Regions from separate parts of the Mus musculus genome. Here all the other regions are linked to region 3. The links are chromatin contacts, called in public promoter capture Hi-C maps. All regions are on one chromosome and are shown on one strand. The core of a region is the stretch at or near the end of the contact, and the rest is flanking DNA. Distances in the headings are between cores, read along the strand shown. Region 1 holds the start of Bnip2 (BCL2/adenovirus E1B interacting protein 2). Region 2 holds the start of Rnf111 (ring finger 111). Region 3 holds the start of Vps13c (vacuolar protein sorting 13C).

Region 1 (4,389 bases), core at 1,591-4,090, 2.1 Mb after region 3:
GATCACAAAGCTGAAAGGAACAATCTGAGAAGCTGAGTGCCGTGGAGTGGGAAGTAGAACTCACTCAGGCTTCCCTAAGGAAGCCAGGCAGAAAGGGGAGACAGACGGAAAAGATTATACCAAGATCACAGGCTGGACAGACGGCTCTGCAGGTAAGAGAACTTGCTTTCTTGTAGATGATCTGGAGTCCGTACCCAGCACCCACATGGCAGCTCACAACCACCTGAACGTCCTCTTCCAGGGTATCTGATACCCTCTTCTGGTCTCTGCAGGAATCAGGCAAACACACAGCACACAAATACACATGCAGACAAACAGTCATACACATAAAATAATCTTTTAAAAAACTACTAAATATTGCCTCCAAAGTTTGTAAACACAAGGTTGAAATAGTATTTAACACACTTAGATACATTGGTTTAAAGGTATTAGATATAAGTTAAAGAAAAATATATCAAATATATAATCTGAAAATGTATCTAGTGTACTACTTGAAAATAAGTTAGTCCGTTTTTCTGATTTTTTGAATATTTTTTTAAAATGTTTTTAACTATGAAATATGGAACTACTTGAATGGTAAATAAAAATTTGGTAGTAAATATAATGTTGAAATTTAAGCACAGGGTGCAATCCCTATACTTGGGAAGTAATGGCAGGAAGGTCGGGAGTTCAAAACCAGGTTCAGCCACATGCAAGTTGGAGGCTAGCCTGAGATGCACAAGATCCTGTCTTTTAAAACTGTGAAGTGAATGAATGAATGTGATGAAATTCAGTTATAAATATGAAAAGGAATTTCTGATATATTTCCAAAACAAAACAGGAAGGGTAACTCAGTGGCAGAGTGCCTGCATGAGGTTCTAAAAATAAATTTAAAGGTTTTTAAACAAAAAAATTTATAAACTTAATCATTTGATTAAACTACATCCACTAATTTTTAAAAAGACATGCAATGAATAAAAATAAATTCAAATCTGAAAGTGATCATTCATAATGATAGTCTTTTTGGTTTATCCACAGTTTCTAATGTTTTAACAGTAAAGATAAATAGTTCATGAAAGGAAAATGTTGCAGAGTATCTTACTCAGAACCAAACATTGAATCAAGTCATGTTCTGTTACTAAAATGAGGAAACTCAAGACCACAAAAACCTCACTCTCTGGCATGATTGCAAACGATTTTCTGCCACCGTGTGGGGAACTCTGCACACTGCAGAACTAAAATACAAATTGGAACTCCGGAAAAATCTGTAACTGGAGAGAAAATGCTTCCTGTGGCCAAGTGGTTTAACTAAAACTTTGTGGATCTGTTTGTCATGTTTCCCCCTCCAGCAATTAAGAAAATTGCTAGGGGAAATAATACTAACACAGATGATAGCAACATTCCAAGCGCCCATCTCAGATACATGTACTGTTCTGTCTCAAAAGCCCCATGAGGCGGGCATTATTTTTTTCTCCATTTTATAGGTAAGTCACAGAGCTCTTAACTCTCTGCCAACAGAGAACAAATCTAAACTGTATCTCTAAAGAACTGTGTTTTGGATCCATTTAAAATAGTTTTGACTTCACCATTCCTTTTAGGAGTAATAGGCTTGCCCAAATAGTTACCTACTAGCTCTCTGGACAGGTTGAGCACGTTCAACTTCTAAGAGGGATGACCTTGCCCTCCAAAATAACAGCCCCTTGAAGCTGCTTAAAAGGACAGCTCATAGACGGAAGCCATTCAAAAAAATTGTTAATGGCCCACACAGAAAAGTACAGAAGTTGAGATCTTTTGAGAATTTTTTATTGGTTATTTTATTTATTGACATTTCAAATGTTATCCCCTTCCCAGTTTCCTCTCCACAAACCTCTTATCCCCTCCTCCCCCTTTTTGAGGATTTTTTTTTTTTACGACAGCCAATTTTAGGACTGTTGACTGTGATAATAAAATATTTTACATTTACTGACTTCACTTTTATTTTCATTTTTTCTACGTCATCAAGATAGGACCCACAAATAACTGGGAAAAGCATGTTTTAAAGCAATAGTTCTAAACTTTCCTAAAGCTGGGACCCTTTAGTACAGTTCCTCATGTTGTGGAGACCCCCAACCACAAAATTACTCCGTTGCAACTTCAGAACAGTAATATTGCTACAGTCGTGAATCGTAATGAAATTTCCTATGATCTCGGGACCTTCGGAAGGTCCGGAGTTCAAATCCCAGCAACCACATGGTGGGAACGGAAAGTTCAGATAATAGAGTGCCTACCTAGCAGCAGTCAGGAAGCCCTAAGTTGTCTCTATCTCTACCACAATGTGGTAACAATCATGTAGATAATCTCAGCTCTCTGGAGACTGGGGCAGGAAAATTAGTTTTCAAGGTTATTTCAGATACACTGGAAGGAATTCAAGGCCAACTCGGAACACAGGAGAGGAGTCTGGGGAGGAGAGGGGTGGGGTACTTATTACTCTCTCAGAAGCATTACTGGAGAGAAAAACTATTCACGTCGGAAAATTCTATCAAAGTAGATTCTTCTAGGACCTGGCTATCGTACATAAGACATCGACTATTTTTCACCCCCTTTTCATTCACTCTGTAATATAGTTAATATAATGTCAAGTAAAGGAAAACAGAGAGAAACGAATAGCTCTTTCAAGACAGCGAGGTTAGGTCCCTACAGTAACGTTAAGTGCGTGAGCCTTAGAAAGCTGCGCCCTCCTCCTCCCTCGCCAGCAGCAAGCCAAAGCCTTAGCTGGCCCGGGACAGAAGGGCTCACGGCTGCGCATGCGCAGAGAGGAAGCCCGCCGAGGATTTTAGGAAAACGCCCCGCCCCCGCTTCCTCCCTCGGCCGCGCCCGGCGCCGGTCCGGAGGTGGTCACTTCCGCCGGGGCGTACGCACTGAATCCGGGTCAGCTGCAGCCGCCCGGACTGCAACTAAGATCGTCCGGGAAAAGCTGGGCCCCGTCTCCACAGCCGACCAAGGGCAGCGGGCTCTGCCCGGCGCCGCTTTCTGCGACCTGGCCGTCAGCCCCACGTCGCCGGCCTGGAGGGGCAAAGAGGACGAGGGGGCCGCGGCTTCCTCCGGGGTGAGCACGGCTTGGGTAGCGGGCCGGGCTACGGCACAGCCGGAGGGCTGCGGGAGGATCGGCCAGGCCAGGCGGGGGTGGCGGCCGTGGACTGGCGCGTTCGCGTTCCGGGTCCGAGCGCTGCCGGGCCCCGCCCTGCCTCGGACGCTGGTGCCAGGCTCTCGCCCCCTTCCTTTTTCCGTCTGTGGCCCGAAAGCCTGGAGCGGAACCTCCCGGTTCCTGGCTTCCCCTAGCCTCGTTTGTTCCGTGTTCCTAACCGGCGTCAGTCCAGAGCAGAACAAAGAAACTTGGGCGTGTAGTGCACCCCATAGCCTCGGGGGGATGGACGCAGACAGCATACACAGACAGCATCCTATAAGTCATCAGGGCTCTCTTGAACCTTCCTGAGTGTGATATCCTATTGTAGGGTGTGTACGTCAATGCCTGATCCTTGGCTGTTCTCAGACACTTAACCTCTTCATTTAAATACCGGCTAGGATGCTTTGGATTGCTGTATGCATGCGATGCCACTGGAGAATTCTTCCTAAGTCTGTTCACGTTCAAGCAGAAACTTATTTGGATCTATATTACGTTACTTCGAAACTTCCTTTGTCCTAGGAACTCTATGAGGACACAACTTTTGCAGTGTTTATCAAAGTATTTCTATAAAAGTGCCTTTCATCTGCAATTGCATCTTAGTATTGCTTTCTTTTGCGTCACTTTTAATTAGGATGTTTTCCCTTATACTTGAATTCCCATCTTCAATGAAATGCACGTTTTCTTATGATTTATTAGAATCCTTTAATTGTAGAGGGTTTTTTTTCTCAAAGGTTTTTTTTTTTTAATGTGTCTTGTCATGTGGTATAGGCGACTGCAGAGGGCATCGGAACCCCTGGAGCTGCTAGCATTATAGGCTGTTGTGGTGGGAACCGAAATAGGCTCCTGTGAAGAGCAGCAAGCATGCTTAACTACTGACCCACTCCTCTAGCCTTCACTTGTAGAAACTCTGTAATTCATGAGTGGGTGTTCCTTCAAAGTTAGAGTTGAAGTTATCTAGTTTAGTTACCCATACATGAAGTTACCAATGTTTGGTTGCCTCGCACATTATTTTTTTGGCTTGGTTCTTAATCAATCTCTATCTCTCAATGCCATTCTTAGGTCTTTTCTAACTTGCTGGACTAGGAAATGTGACATGTGCATAGCGTAGGGACTGAATTACCATAAACCAACATACTTACATCTTTAGGCATCGCAGGACCTTTCACCCTTAAGTATAACCACATTTGGTTTTACAGACAGGTTTGTTATAGATCTGGGGATCAGGACATAGGGTCTGTCTTTTGCCT
Region 2 (4,221 bases), core at 870-3,369, 2.7 Mb after region 3:
CTGAGTTCGAGGCCAGCCTGGTCTACAGAGTGAGTTCTAGGACAACCAGGGCTATACAGAGAAACCCTGTCTCGAAAACAAACAAACAAACAAACAAAAATTATTCTTGCTAATTTTCCCCACTATCATTCACCCAACTCACAAATGCCCTCAGTAATTTTTTCAGATACTACTGAGACTCTGAGGTAACAAGCAAGCAGGATACAATGAAATAATTTGTCCATGGTTACACCCTAAGAAAGTAGCAAAAGTAATATATATTTTGGGGGTGGGTATTTAAAATAGGATCTCTCTACATAGTATGGGCTGTTGTAGAACTCACTATATACACCAAGCTAGGCTCTGCCTCCCAAATGTTAGGATTAAAGGCAACTCGAGCCATCACACACTCAGCACTCCTGCTACAAAAGTAATTTAAAGCTAAATTGTTTCTCTTCAAAATAGAAGAGCTTCCTTAAAACCTATGTCACAATGTAACACAATATTACAATGACCAGTTTCTACTAAACCTTTTTACTAAAATAAAAACAAAACAAAAAATCACTTAGTTACAAACTATCAAAATATAAATCCAGACCTGGAAAAATGGTTTGTTGTCAAGAGTGCTTACTATGCTGGCTGAGGACCCAATCGGGACTCAGCACCTATACAGGGCAGTGCAAAACCTCCTTTAACTACCACTCCAGAGTACTAGGTCCTCTTCCGGCCTCAGAGGCACCTGCACTCACATGTACAGACCCCACACACTGGTATATACGCACATGAAGGTTTTGGGGTTTGTTTGGGTTCTTTAACGTAGACTCAAAAGCTAAGTAAAATCAGAATTCTTGAAAGGACATCTGTATTAAGTCACGTGAGAGCTATTGCAAAGACAAATGGTAAAGATATGAGGAACCTCTGTTCATCTTTTTTTTGATTTTGCTCTCTTTGGTTAAAGAGGTCCCCAAAACAAGAAAATTAAAGATAAAAGTGCCAAATGGAACTAAGTTTGGATCAAGTCAGGTTCAAGAGCTGTCAGAACTCTGACAATGAGGTCTCTGTCAGCTGGCTCACTCACTGCTACTCAGGAGTTCTAAACTCATTCTGTACATAAATCAAGGAACAGGAAAGCTCTCAACAATACAATGGAGTCACCCCAGACATGAGCAAATTAAGTGAAGGCGCTAGCTACAACTTCCTGGTTTTTTGGTTTTTGGTTGTTGTTTTTTTTGGACGCTAAAAAGTCACACTTTTTTTTTAAAATTATCTATAAAGCTCTATAATCTAAGAAGTGTGGTGACAAACCTCTATTTCTCCAGAACAAAAACCGATATTTCCACCGCACCACTGCTGACTCCGATCAATTATCTAGGCAGGATAAAGAAAACATCTTTTTTTAATGACTAACCAGCCAACTCCACACAATATCAGACGCGCCTGTCTTCTGCTCCGCGGACTGCGCGTGCCCGCCCGCACCGGGCGGCTCCCGGCTCCAGCCGGGGTTACCTTCCTCACTCCATTGTCACCCCCACTCCTCGGCCCTGAGCCCCAGTCCCGCTGGCGAGCGGCGGCCCCGGGGCGCAATCCCCTCACCCACCCCCTCCCAAGAGGCCGTGGGTGTGTCCGCGGGCGGACTCTTGCCCGGACACAATGAGCCACTCCGCGCCGTCCGGGACCCGCGGTCATTCCCCTGTCGCCGACCCGGGCCGGCCGCCGCGGCCCTTCCTCTTTCTCCCTCCTGCTCGGCCCCTCCCCCGCCGCGCGCAAGCGCCACCGCGCCGCTCCCCTCCCCCGCACCCCCCCCCCTTCCGCCGGCGCCCTCACCCGAGTCCGCAGGCCCCGTGCGGCCAGGTCCCGGACTCGCTGGCGCGGGGCTGGGGAACAGCGCTCGGCCGGGTGAGGCTGAGGCGGGCCGGGCGGCTCTCCTCAGGAGGGCGTCTGTCAACACCGCCGCCGCGGAGCGTGAGGCTGAGCCTGGCTCGGCTGGACCCGGCTCCGAGCACCCGATCGCGGCCCACGCGCGCTCGCGACCCTGAACGGCCGGCGTGCCTTACGCCGCGCAGCACCAGCGCCCCGCCACCATCGCCGTCGCCGCCGCCGCAGCCTGGGCCGGCCCTCCCCGACTGCGCGAGCGCGACACCGGGGCCCTTTTACGACAGTTCGGAAAGCGAGCGCTCCGGACCCTCACGCCCTCTCACAGCAGTATGTCTGCGCATGTGCGGGCCAGGGACCGCCCCCCTGCGTCCCAGTCCTTCCTCTTTGCACTGGCTTAGGCGAACTGTTGGCCCAGTGGGACTAAGTTAAAAATAAGGTGGTTGGGTTCACTTTCTTCCGTGATTTCGGGCTCAACAGTGCTTCAGCATAATTCCGCCTACGTACTGGTTGCTTTTTCTCAAACTAAAAATTATTCCAGCTTACTGATTGCACTAGTCGCGCCTTTAAATAAAAAAACAAAAAAACACGGGTTAGTGTCTTTCTCAGCAGATGATACCCAAAACAGAGATCTCATCTCACTGGTGAAGTGAATTTTCAAAATCATTTCAAATGTATTATTAGGTAGCCTGGGAGCTATACAATCGCAGATGACTTCTTAATTGCCTCACAAAACCCAGAAGATTGCAGTTTTTATTGTGTGCCCTAGAAGGATGTAAGGACAGAGAGTGGGCTCTGCAGTCAATCAGACAGATTTCCGGTCAGAAAGCAAAGTGAGGGTGCCCAAGCTGACTTATTAACACCTTTATAAATCTCAGTTTCCTCTTCTATAAAACATGATAGCCTTATATGCTTCAAAATGATCTTGTGAGGTCAAATATGACGACTTAAAGTACCTTATATTACCAATTAAGTATTTAACAAGCATTAATAACCTCCTTCTACATCAGCTCGTCGATAATATTCACTCATGTTCTCCATATTTAGTGAAGGTGATTTTTTGGCTTGGTTTGGTTTGGTTTTGGTTTTTCGAGACAGAGTTTCTCTGTGTAGCCCTGGCTGTCTTGGAACTCACTCCAGAGACTCAGAGATCCACCTGACTCTGCCTCCCAAGAACTGGGAGTATTTTTAAATTTTAAAAGAAGAAGAAATGGAAAACATTGGATTTGGATTTCCTCAGCCTCCCTAGTTGCTGCCCTCTACAAGTAGAATTCTATCGGGACTATCAAAGCCCAGGACTTTTTTGTTTTGTTTTGTTTTGTTTTGTTTTGTTTCCGGGCTTGGTTAGGTTTGGTTTTTTTCGAGACAGGGTTTTTCTGTATTGCCCCGGCTTTCCTGGAACTCACTCTGTAGACCAGGCTGGCCTCGAATTCAGAAATCTGCCTGCCTCTGCCTCTGCTTCTGGGACTAAAGATGTGTGCTTCTTGGGTTGGGGACTTTAGGTTAGAGGCAAGACTTGTCTGTTCTGATCAGGTAGAGTTTTTGAAGTGTCTAATGTTTACCCAAAGGCTTGAACTTAGTTGGTTGTTGAGTGTGTTAATCTAAAACTAAGTAGACCACTGGGCTAATGATGGAGATTCGGATTCATTAACTTACATTTCTGACAGTTGAAGCAAGCATTTTGGTAAGGTCAACCAGAGTAGAAATGAGAGGAAATAGATATGTGGAATGTTTGTTATTTAAAGAGCTGAAGTGAAAGGAAATTCTAGGAGGAGTTGAATGTGTTAGAGAGGGAGGGAGGGAAGGAGGAAGGAAGAGAAATTGAGTCAAGATATATAGGTAGTAAAAAATTAGGAGGAAATTTAGCAATAAAGAGTATGATCATGGATTCATGAAATGCTGTTGGTTGAGCAATAGAAAGATCTGTAAACTTGACCAGCTTCATAGATTATCTTGACATAGAGAACAGAGTTTCTCTATGAAGTTGGTTTTGACACTCGGGTATTGTTTGACATAATCAAAAGATGATTTTGGTTGTCACAACTGGGGAAATGTTGCTGACATCTTGTAAGAGGTACTAAGCACCAAGCCATGGGCAGGACACCACCCACAACAAAGAGTCATCTGGGCTGTGAAGTCAATATCTCAGCTGAAAAGTCCCAATGTAGAAAGTATTGCACACTAGTTACACCAGAGCTAATACTATTTTGTTAAATTGGTAATGAATGAAAAAGAGACAAGTCTAGCAGGATACCTAGTCAGAAAGAAAAAGGAAGAAAGAAAGAAAGAAAGAAACAAAGAAACAAAGAAACAAAGAAACAAAGAGAAAAAGAAAAGAGTAAGGATTTAAATCCTTTTGATATGTTGAAG
Region 3 (4,426 bases), core at 20-2,519:
TCTTCAGCATTGCAGTTCAGCTCCTGAGTCTGCTCGGCCCCAGTGGATCAGTAACGGTTTGATGTCAATAAAATTTTGTCATCTGCATTGACCTGGTGTTTGAGTTGTGTTGGAGTTAAGTGGACCCCAAACAGTAGGTGACTAACAGATTTCTCTGTGCTCTGGAAAAGTGAGTTCTGGTGACAGTCTGAGGGCTAGATCGAAGGAAAGAAAAGGGTTGGGGGCTAGTGGGGCAGTTAGTAGGTACCAGTGAGCTGGTGCAAGCAAGACAGAATTAAGGCAACAGAATCACTATAGAACAGGCAGACTTGCTGTTCATTGGTTATACACAGGGAAGGTGAGAAGGTCTAGGTTTAGTCCGAAGGAGCAAGGGAAACAGATGGTTAAGGATTTATGTATGTGGCAAGAGTGGAAGAACGGTAGGTCTTTGTTAGTTATTGGTTAGCACTGTCCTTTTTTTTTCTTTTCTTCCCTATTATGTATGACTAGGCTGGCCTTGTACTCACAGAGATCTGCCTGAGGCTAACGATGCCGCTCACCATGCCCAGACTTTACTTTTAAGTTGCATTTGTTTGTTTGTTTGTTTGTTTGTTTATTTATTTATTTTTGAGACAGGGTCTTACTATGTATCTTTGGTTTTCTCTCTGTGTGTTTGCATGCATGCAAGGTATAATGAGTATGGAGGTCACAACAACTTGAAAGTGTCTGTTCTCTCCTTCCACCATTGAGTTTCAGAATTGAACTCAAATCATCAGACTTAGCAGCGTGCACCTTTACGGGCAGAGCCATCTCACCAGTCTATTGTATTACTTAAAAAAAATAATTCTTAATACAGGGCCTCATATAGCCTAGTCTGGTCTGGAACTGACTGTGTAGCCTAGCCTTGAACTAGCTTTGTAGCCTGGCCTTGAATTGGCTATGTAGCCAAGGATGACCTTGAAATTCTGACTCTCCTTGGTCTCCCCAGTTGCTGGGGTTAAGAGAAGTGCATTACTATGCCGCGATTATGAGATGCTCAGGACTCGAACACAGCTTTGTGCAGGAGAGCGACAGCACCTTACCCCAGGCCTGTCTCCCTGTCTCTCTCTCTCTCTGTCTCTCTGTCTCTGTCTCTGTCTCTGTCTCTCTGTCTCTCTCTCTCTCTCTCTCTCTCGTTGCCCCCCCCCCCCCCCGCAATCGCGGAGGTGGGGGTGGGGTCACGCCTGCGCACTGGCGGCGTCGCGCACGCGCGGCGCGGGGCGGGGCGGGGCGGGGCGGGCCGCAGCTGTCAGTCTCTGCGCCGGCCACAGCCCTCCCCTGCGCGCTGCGTTCCGGCTCCTCCCTCTCCCGCCTCCTGGTCCCCGCCATGGTGCTGGAGTCGGTGGTCGCTGACTTGCTGAACCGCTTCCTAGGGGACTACGTGGAGAACCTGAACAAGTCCCAGCTAAAGCTGGGGATCTGGGGCGGTAAGCGCGATGCCACGGCCTACCGGCGTGGGAAAGGGGGCTGCGCGTGTGGGAGCCTGAGGACCCCGTGACCTCGCTGGGCTTGCCCCTGCTGTCGATGTAGCCACACAGGGGCAGCGCGCTGCTTAGCAGTCCCCATCAATGCCTCAGAATAAAACAAGGAAAAAAAAGTAATTATTTACCTCAGCAGCGGACGTCAGAGTGTGGCTCATGCTCCCTACGGTGCCAGATTGTCTCCCCTTGCATCTCATAGCCCCAGGACCAGGCTTCCTGGTTCCCAGCCCGGGGAGGTAGGATGGGCAGGGGTGACAGTGAGAAGAAAGGCATGTCTTGTCCCCTAGGACTTTTAACTCAGAGATTCCTACCATTGCCCACTTCCTAGTTAGGTAGAGGGCTCTGCAGGTTTTTGTTTTTGTTTTGAAATAGACATTCGAGCCACTGGCCAGAGGCATGATTAATTAGGGTTGTCTGCTAGGATGCAAATTCGAGAAAACCTGCTAAGGTTATTATCCTGACGATTAGGAGTAGAAAAGTCTTATGATAAGCAGCCTACTTCTGCATTCTTCAGTAAACTTGGATTTGGGAGTGTATCTCAGTGGCAGAACTTGTGCTTCGAGCCTCCTCAGCACCGTAGAATACCAAAACAGATTGGGTGTTTGGAGGGTATGGGGGGGTGTGCTTGTATTCATATACTAAGTTACTATAAGGCTTGAGAATTTTGTCAGCTTTGGGAGGAAATTAAAAAAATAACATCCAACTTAAATGGATGGAGCTACTTTTAATTGTCAGCGATTTAAGTATAGGCTGGGTCTGTCAGGTTGGCATTTGCCAATGGAGAAACTAGCTGTTAGGTGCTTGAAATGTGGTTACTTGCTCTGAGTATAAAGTACTCTGGGTTTTGAAGATAAGCATTTTTCCTAATGGAGGACCAAAAAAAATTAGCATCTCAATAAATTTTATGTTGGCTACATGTTGAAATGGTATTTGACTAGATTTGAGTTAAATACATTATTAAAATTCAGACCCATCATCAACTACAAGGTCAATTTATGATGAGGTTACAAGAAATATAATCAGGAAGCTAAAAGGCATAGGCTGTTCCCATCCGCTCTGCTCGGCTTGCTTATCGCTATACCTAGCACGAGCAATTACAAAGGATTTCCACATTATGTCTATCAAAACTCTGGGCTCCTAAAATCGGTGATTAGGGAGAGGCACCCTATTTTTATTGGACAATGTGAATTATGACTAGTCTCCTGAATTACATTGGAACACATATTTATTTTATTTTAAAACAGGTTTCTTTCCATAAATACACATTTTGTGTACCCGTCCCTGCTACATAATACAAAAGGAAAAGTTTTTAAAAGGAGCATCCAGATCCTTCTGCACAAAGAGAGGGCGAGTGTTTCTTTAGAATTCTCGCAGTAATGTCAGTTATTCTTTGTGAAACGGTTTTGAAAAGAGTGCTTCAGGTCAGCGTGAACTCTAAGCTAGAACTCCTATAGTTCTAGGCCTGCTAGTGTGTTGGGCAAGCCATTTACAGTAAAAGTAAAAGTAAGTAAAAACCTTTGGTTTTTCTTTCCGCTTCCACAGAGAAAGCGATTGTATGTTCAGAGGAGTTTGAATCACACCTGACAAGATGACATTCCCATTAACCACTCCTCGGGTTTTACTGGTTGCCTGGTCCTGACTTTAGTTCTTTTAAAAAAGAAATAAAATGTATGGGTACGGTTGAAGATTCCTTCACTACCAAATCGTGCTCACTTTTAAGGGTTGGAGTTGGACACGTTAGCATCTGAGGCTGTTCAGTTTGTAAACCGTTGGACAGTGAATAGAGTCTGGAGATTTCGAGCTTATTCACACTGAATCTAAGGGTTACAGAGCTGTGTTGAACCTCCCGCCTCATTGTCTCTAGTGAAATCTAGGAATGAGACTTTTCTTTTTTTTTCCTTTTCTTTCTTTTTTTTTTGAGACAGGGTTTCTCTGTGTAGCCCTGGCTGTCCTGGAACTCACACTCTAGACCAGGCTGGCCTCGAACTCAGAGATCCATCTGCCTCTGCCTCCCGAGTGCTGGGATTAAAGGCATGCGCCACCACGACCGGCTGAGACTTTTCTTTATCCTGTTTTCTGCTTTAACTTACTTTGTGGTGCTAGGGCTTCAAGTCCAGACCTTGATGGTGCCCAGTGATATTCTGCAATGAGCTAATATATACCCTCAGCTCCATTTTATTTTATTTTATTTTATTTATTTTATTTTATTTTATTTCTAGAATAACACATTCTGCCAGTAGTATGCCCTAACTGTGCAGTGTGTCTGAGCAGCAGATACATGGGTTTCTTTCACCAGCTGCCCTGGGAACAAGTCAGCGATTGCATTTTGTCAGCTCACAGCTCAGCCCTGTAAAGTTTAACTAATGGTTTCTGGATGTCATGTGCTTTGTAGTTATTGCTCAACACGTGGTCTTCTAATCCGATTCTCCTTAAAATAGAAAGACGAGTCTGAGTTGACTATTACTCAAGACAATAGTGCTGGAGAAACTGGTCTTAACCTTTATGGGGTCAGGAAGCAGATGGGATATTAATGAAATCGTTGATAAGGCATCCATGGTGCTGACAAAGCTTTTCAAGGAAATTTGAAAGTGATATGCAGTCCTTTTTGAAAGCTGCATGTGTGTTAGCAGGTAAAATTTATATGTCAGTGCTTTTTAAAAAAATCCTTTTTAAACCTTTGCATGTTCCAAACTTTAGAATGGGGGGGGGGGACTCTTCCTGTAGAAGTTTTACATATGTAGTTTTTTGTTTTTTTTTGTTTTTGTTCTTTGGACTAGAGTGTTAGGCTAGCCCCAAGCAGTTGATTTCAGTGTCAGGAGGGTGGTTTGGCAGTGCTTGAAATGCTGTTGACTGAGGAGGTTGCTGGTGTGTGTTAGGTAGGTTCTAGGAATACTGCTGAAACCACCTGGTAGTGTGAGAGACGGACA

What was found. Promoter capture Hi-C pulls out the DNA fragments that hold promoters and counts their contacts. Capture Hi-C pulls out chosen DNA fragments and counts their contacts.
Region 1: a contact with region 3 is called in a promoter capture Hi-C map of liver, with 2.8 times the contacts expected there. The contact joins the promoter of Bnip2 here to the promoter of Vps13c in region 3. A contact is called at or near these places in 1 of 39 promoter capture datasets (erythroid cells), 1 of 115 datasets of contacts at active chromatin or transcription factors (astrocytes) and 1 of 9 other capture datasets (liver).
Region 2: a promoter capture Hi-C map of liver shows a contact between it and region 3, with 4 times the contacts expected there. The contact joins the promoter of Rnf111 here to the promoter of Vps13c in region 3. A contact is called at or near these places in 1 of 39 promoter capture datasets (liver) and 1 of 9 other capture datasets (adipose tissue).

The regions. Positions count from the first base shown.
Region 1 is chr9:69,986,626-69,991,014 of GRCm38.p6, forward strand. Bnip2 (BCL2/adenovirus E1B interacting protein 2) reads left to right here and starts at 2,841. Exons shown (of 11, transcript NM_016787.4): 1 at 2,841-3,064.
Region 2 is chr9:70,501,656-70,505,876 of GRCm38.p6, forward strand. It overlaps Rnf111 (ring finger 111), which reads right to left and starts at 2,120. Exons shown (of 15, transcript NM_033604.3): 1 at 1,804-2,120; 2 at 1,285-1,347.
Region 3 is chr9:67,839,082-67,843,507 of GRCm38.p6, forward strand. It overlaps Vps13c (vacuolar protein sorting 13C), which reads left to right and starts at 1,270. Exons shown (of 85, transcript NM_177184.4): 1 at 1,270-1,445. The coding sequence starts at 1,346.